2 separate regions of the Sus scrofa genome follow, and region 2 is linked to region 1. A link is a contact called in public HiChIP or PLAC-seq data. All regions are on one chromosome and are shown on one strand. Each heading gives the region's core, a stretch centred on a gene start, on an enhancer-like site or on the middle of the called end of the contact. The rest is flanking DNA. Distances are from core to core; before and after follow the strand shown.

Region 1 (3,421 bases), core at 503-3,002:
TTCATCAAAAATCCTTCAAGTTGCCCTATTATTATAGCTATACCCAGTTCCTGCCCATCTCTACCCCACTCCTTAAATCCTGGTAACCACTAATCTGTTCTCTGTTTCTATAATTTTGTAATTTTAAGAGTGTTAGATAGGAGTTCCCGTCGTGGCGCAGTGGTTAACGAATCCGACTAGGAACCATGAGGTTGCGGGTTCGGTCCCTGCCCTTGCTCAGTGGGTTAACGATCCGGCGTTGCCGTGAGCTGTGGTGTAGGTTGCAGACACGGCTCGGATCCCGCATTGCTGTGGCTCTGGCGTAGACCGGTGGCTATGGCTCCGATTCGATCCCTAGCCTGGGAACCTCCATATGCCGCAGGGGCGGCCCAAGAAATAGCAAAAAAGACAAAAAAAAAAAAAAAAAGAATGTTACATAAATGGAATCATAAAAAATGCAACTTTCTAGGACTGGCCTTTTTTTTCTACTCATCATAATTCTTTGGCGATTCACCCAGATTGGGGCATGTATCAATAGCTCATTTCCTTTTGTTGCTGAGTAGAATTCCATGGTTTGGATATTTTGCAGTTTGTTTAACAATTGAAGGACATCTGGTTGTTTGCAGTTTTTAGCTATTAAGATAAAGCTGTTATAAACATTCCTGGACAGGTTTTTGCATGAATATATTTCCATTTCTCTTAGATAAATGTCCTGAAGTACAATCTCTAGGTTATATGGTAATGTTTTATTTATTTATTTGTTTTTAGGAAACTGCCAAATTGGTTTTCAGAGTGACTTCTTACATTCCCAGTAACAATGTGTGAGTGATCCAGTTTCTCCACATCCCCACCAGCATTTGGTATTGTCATGCTTCTATTTTAGTCCTTCTGATGGGTGATTAGTGATTCTTATTGTGGTTTTATTTTGCATTTCCCCAGTGGCTAATGACAGTGAACAAGTTGTCATGTGCTTACTTGCCATCTGGTTGCCCTGTGCGGTGACATGAATCTTCCTGACTCTTGCTCTATTTTTAACCGAATTATTTGAATTTTCACTGTTGATTTGTCGTATTCTAGATATTCATCTCATAATCTAGATACTAGTCCTTTGTTAGATATATAATTTCCAAATATTTTCTGCCAATCTGTGGCTTGTCTTTTCATTTAAAAAAAAAAAATCTTGCTTTTTTATCCAATCTGCCACTCTGTGTCTTTTGATTGGAGCATTCAGTCTATTGACATTTAAGGTGATTCTTGATAGATATGTATTTATTGCCATTTTAAACCTTGCTTTCCAAGCATGATAATGGGAGAAAAAAAGAATGTACACATGTATGTGTACACATGTATGTGTCACTGGGTCACCATGCTCTACAGTAGAAAAAAAATTGTATTGGGGAAATAACAATAAAATTTTTTTTTTTTAAATCTTGGAATAATAGTCATTCCGAAAATGACCACTAAAGACTTGAGAGCAACCTTCTTTTCCCCTTTTCATCATAAAGACTTGAGCACCTATTTGCATAAAATATTCTACTGATCTTGGAGGTGATCTTCAATATTAAAATAAGTGAAGTTACAGAGATTATTGTCAAGGGTCACAGATAATTTTAGCACTTCAGCGACAAAATAAAAAGGTACCCTTGGGAGGCCCTTTATTTATATTAGAAGGAACTACATTGATAAAACATCTTCTTGGGAAAACTCTGTACTGGGCAAAGGGACAAAAAGGCCAAGCATTAGATCTGGATATTTAAAAGCTGTGAGCTTAGCAAAACAATGTAAAACTGTGCTTCAGACTGAGTTGTTGAATGTCATAGGCATGGGACATGCTGGATGGTTACTGAGGTTAATGTTAATATTTTTATCTTGGCCTGGGGCCAAGTAAAACTGTTTCAAGCTTTGGATTAAGAGCTGTTCAAAAAGAGGCCTCATTGTTATTGTCGTTTTTCTAATTTGTGGTTAAGATGAGTGAGACATGGAAACTATCAACAAACTGAGAACTGAGAAAAAAGACCCACAGAAGGAAACACTCAAAGGAATGGGTATTGGCTTAAGATATGGGAATATTACAGCATGATAGCCAGCTTTAAATTTTCTATTAATGGGTCCATTATTATTATTGTTATTGTTGTTGTTGTTAAGCCCACAATACAGTTTCATTAAGTCTCCAGCTTGATATGAGTGATTAGGGCAGGGTGGAATTAATGTGGGAGTTATTCCTGTTCCTGAAATATCGGCTACCTCTGTCACTAATGCCAAATAGAAACGTAGAGACAGAGTTGGAGGAAACTGAAGCTTTAATTGCCAGGCAAAAAGAGAACACAGCAGGCCGGTGCCTCAAGGACTGTGCCTCCCACTTCAGGAGGTAGTCTTACGGTGAGGAGTCTTAGTTCAAGAACCAGGGCATGATCAGCTCACATACATCCTTCTAATTGTTTGGTAGTGAGGTGACTGGGAGTCAGCATCATCAACCTTATGGTTCCAGCTGATCTGGGGTCCCATGCTTGTGGGCAGCAGTTAACTTCTTCCACCCAGCAGGGCCTTTAGCACCTGCAAAAAGGCTCCAAGCATGTGCCTTAGAATATTAGCTGTATTCCTTGAGGAAGAGCTAAAGTTTCCTTGACTTTGGTGAATGGATAAACTATTATTATTTTGTCTTGTTTGTTTTCCTTTTTCTCTGCCTGTCTCATTTCCCTGATTAAATTGATTCTTTGACTAAAGTTTTTCTACAGACAAAAGGCAGGCGGAGGACAGGAGTGGGGGTCTATTCTGGGAAGGACGCACAGCGTCCTGCTCAGTTGCATTCCTCCTACAGAGCAAAGCTTTGCAGAGTGCGAAAAACTGCCCAGAGTTTCAGGTACATCGTCCCAGGAGTGATCACCAGAGAAGTTTACAGATGGAGCCAGAACAAGAGAGCCAAGTAAAGAAGAGCTGGTGTTACCTGCATTGGCACACAGATTGTCATTCTGTTCCTTGGAAGGGAGGGAGGGAGGGAAAGTCCCCCTAAAGTCCAAAGACAGGTTTTCAGGTCATACCTCCTTTTGCATATAATGTGATGTTACCATTTTAGCAATTTGGACCATATCTCATTTCTATTACCCAGCCAGAGCAGCTCCCAGAAAACTACAAGCCCTTTTCAAAGGTCACAGCATTGAGGTAACTGTTCTTTTACATATTTAAGAGTGAAAAAGAATTCTAATTGCAAATGGAAAGCTATTTTTAAAGATTCAAGCTTTTCATCTTTTGAGATGGAAAAAAAAAAAAAACAACATTACATTGTTTGTTTTCTGCTCTTCTCTTGACTTTGGGATTTCTGCCAAATATTTCTTTCCTGTTAGCTTTCGGGAAATCAGGACCTGGATTTGTGATTGTTTGTGCTACCCTCTCAAACATGCTGGCCTGATTAAATATATATAAGAATTATGAGAAAAGCAGCCTT
Region 2 (3,230 bases), core at 347-2,846, 480 kb after region 1:
TAGCTATTTTGAAATGTAATGATAAAGAAAAAATGTCCTATAATAACTAAGAATTTCTCCCTTTTCCCCTAAAAAAAATTTAAAAATTAAAAATTAAAAAAAAATTAAAAGAGGAGTTCCTGTCATGGCTCAGTGGTTAACGAATCCAACTAGGAACCATGAAGTTGTGGGTTCGATCCCTGGCCTTGCTCTGTGGGTTGAGGATCCGGCGTTGCCGTGAGCTGTGGTGTAGGTTGCAGACGCGGCTTGGATCCCGCGTTGCTATGGCTGTGGTGTAGGCCGGTGGCTACAGTTCCCATTAGACCCCTAGCCTGGGAACCTCCATATGCCATGGGAGCGGCCCTACAAAAGGCAAAAAGACCAAAAAAATAAAACAAAATAAAAGATTTATGGGAAGCAACCTCCCCACCCCTTTTGGAGGCGCTGTTCTTGCATTTGCATGTGACACCTGGAGTTTCTGCAGCTGTCTGTGACTGTGAGAGGAGACATTGATGACACCCTGAAGGTGGCACAGCAGACAGGTAGAAAGCATCTGAGAGCTTGAGATCAGAGTTAAACTTTGGCTTTGCCAACCTCAGAACTATCTACCGTTGGACTTCTTGTAACGTGAGATATGAAGCACATTGTTTTTTAAGCCATTTTTAGTTGAGAACTCTGTTACGTGCAGCTGAAGTGTTACACATCCCATAAGGTGTTGCCACTCTCAAGGTCTCTAGGCTTCAAAATGTCTGGACTTGGTGGATTCCTTTCTTTGAATCATCTACAAAACATACTCAGAGAGTTATAGTTAAACCTAATCTATCCCATCGTTTTCTTACTAGTGGAGCAACAGACAAAAGGGGAAATTTTATGAAGGAGAAGATACTAGTAAAATATCTGTTGGATGAGGATGACATCGCCCAGCCTTTGCTTTTGTGAAAAGGCGCGCAGTTCCTATTTCCTGCCACGATGTACCAGGCATAGAGGCTGTTACTTCTACCCACATATAGGCTCATTGAGAGAATTAGATGGAAACGTGAGTCTGAAACCTCGATTCTCACTGGGTAAGGGTTTCCCTCTTTTCCTGCTCTCTACCAACTTATACCCTCTCATCCATCAAACCTCATGGAGAACTCACCTTCTCACACGAGCTCTCCCCAGATTAAACTGATCGGTTCGTTTGGGTCCCCTTGGCACTCAAGACTAGGGTCTGAGTTTAGGTACCACTGCTAAGTTTTCTGCTGCATGTGGGCCTATGCCACTCTCTAGTCTCACACCAGGATTGCAGAGAAGTCAAGCAAGGCAGAGATGTCAGCCTCCGCTTCCTTGTGAGTATGGGCGTTCTCTGACTCCTCCACCCTATCCACCCCCCAACATTTAGCCTTCAGACCTAAACATAGTCCACTGCCCAATGATTGCCAAGAACCGCCTGCCTTAGCGACCCTGCTAACACAACAGTGCCGAGCTCCACAGACCGGCTGAGGACAGTGACCTGGCTCTTTAATATGCAGGCTGCGAAGTTCCTCTTTTGCTTTATAAAAGCCACTTCCTCTCCCCGAGTGGGGAGGATCTGGTTACTTGTGCGGGGAGAAGCTGGAGTGGGGCCAGAGAGCTGATAGCACTATCACCCGGAAACAGAGTCCTGCTCCATGTCAACAGTCAGGACAGACCTTCCCTTGTCATGTACTTGCTGGACATTCTTGAAATGACTCATGTAATAGCCAAAGACTGAATAAGTGCCTTTTATGTGCCTGGAACCGTTCTAAGTGCTTTTGCGGTGCTTGAATAATTTAGTCACAATTTTTGCATTTAACCATCACAGCACATTGAGGAGATAGGTATGATAATGATCTCTGTTTTCCTTCTGGGGAAACAGAGGCACAGAGACATGAGGAAACCTGCCCAGGGCCAGGTGACCAGTAAGTGGCTGATCTGGGTGTCAACCTGGGACGACCTCACTCCAGAGCCTGCACGCTTCCCCACGCATGAAGCCACTGTGAGTGCTTGGTGCCACTGCTCCCCCCATTCATGCCTGATCTGTTCAAAAGGCATGGATGAGCACCTACTGTGTGCAAAGAGCAGGTGGGTTGAAGACACGTTAGACACCATCTCTGCTGTAAGCAACACCACCGTCCAGTTGGGAAACCAATTGAAAAATAGGTAAGGGAGACCCTGCATCTTCCAGACTGGTCTTAATAGGCTGTCAATCACCTGTCCACCATCTTCTATTGCAATAGGTCAGGGCTCAATGAAGATTTTTTTTTTTTTTTTTTTTTTACAATATTTCCTTGCTGGATATATTAGTTTGTCAGAGCTCCCAAAACAGAGACTGGATGGCTTTCAACAACAGAAGTTTATCTTCTCACAGTTCTGGGAGCTAGAAGTTCAAAGTTAAGGGGTCAGCAAGGCTGGTTTCTTCTGAGGACTCTCTCTTTGGCTTATAGACAGCTGTCCTCACCCTGTGTCTCCCCGTGGTCTTCCCTCCATGCCCATGGCCAAACATCCTCTTCTTAGAAGGACACCAGTCCAATTGGCTTAGGGCTCAATCTAAAGACCTCATTTTAACTTAGTTACCCCTTTTTGGTACCTTTTTTTTAAATCAAAATATAGTTAATTTACAATGTTGTGCCAATTTCTGCTGCACAGCCAAGTGACCCAGTTATATGAATATACACATTCTTTCCCTCATATCATCCCCCGTCCTGGCCTATCCCAAGACTAGACCCAGTTCCCCGTGCTGTACGGTAGGATCTCATTGCCCATCCATTCTAAATGTTACCTACCTCTTTAAAGAGCCTTTTTCCAAATAGTCACCTTCCTAGGTACTGGGGGTTAGAACTCCAATATCTGAATTTGAGGGGGCTATAACTCAGCCCATTGCAATGTATTAACTTCCCCTTTCTACCAACTTCTCCAAAAAGGACTCTGACATCTTTAATGACTGTAAACCTCCAGCACTTGTAAGAATTAAAAACCTTTCTCGCTTGAGGCAGGGAAAGAAGCACATAATTATGTGTACTGCAAGCAAAGTGTGTAATTAAGAAGTTGTAAATGACTCCTGAGGACAAGCTTTTGGTTATGCAAAGACACTACCTAGAATCGCTTTCATAGGCTGATTCAACATTCTTCTCATCACAAGATATTACACATATGTGTACCTCGAAATGAAGTTTATCCTAATCACAAAAAAATAGGTCCAATTTTCCCTTTTTATCTCCCAGAGGTGGTTAGTATATCTCAAACATCTTCTG

What was found. HiChIP or PLAC-seq counts read pairs in DNA pulled down with a chosen protein or histone mark.
Region 2: a contact with region 1 is called in an H3K27ac HiChIP or PLAC-seq map of skeletal muscle, with 7 times the contacts expected there. The contact joins two enhancer-like sites. A contact is called at or near these places in 1 of 47 Hi-C or Micro-C datasets (epiblast stem cells) and 1 of 2 datasets of contacts at active chromatin or transcription factors (skeletal muscle).

Annotation. Positions count from the first base shown.
Region 1 is chr8:85,594,254-85,597,674 of Sscrofa11.1, forward strand. No RefSeq gene overlaps it. Among named protein-coding and RNA genes, the nearest start is that of IL15, 82 kb to the right of the region's middle. Within about 2 kb of position 1,753, at least 2 of the 83 cell types and tissues checked have an H3K27ac peak or open chromatin away from gene starts, as enhancers often do. A contact at or near this core is called in skeletal muscle, where this site is marked.
Region 2 is chr8:86,071,870-86,075,099 of Sscrofa11.1, forward strand. It overlaps LOC106504720 (a long non-coding RNA gene), which reads right to left. Exons shown (of 4, transcript XR_001298412.2): 2 at 680-760. Among named protein-coding and RNA genes, the nearest start is that of RNF150, 14 kb to the right of the region's middle. Within about 2 kb of position 1,597, at least 14 of the 83 cell types and tissues checked have an H3K27ac peak or open chromatin away from gene starts, as enhancers often do. A contact at or near this core is called in skeletal muscle, where this site is marked.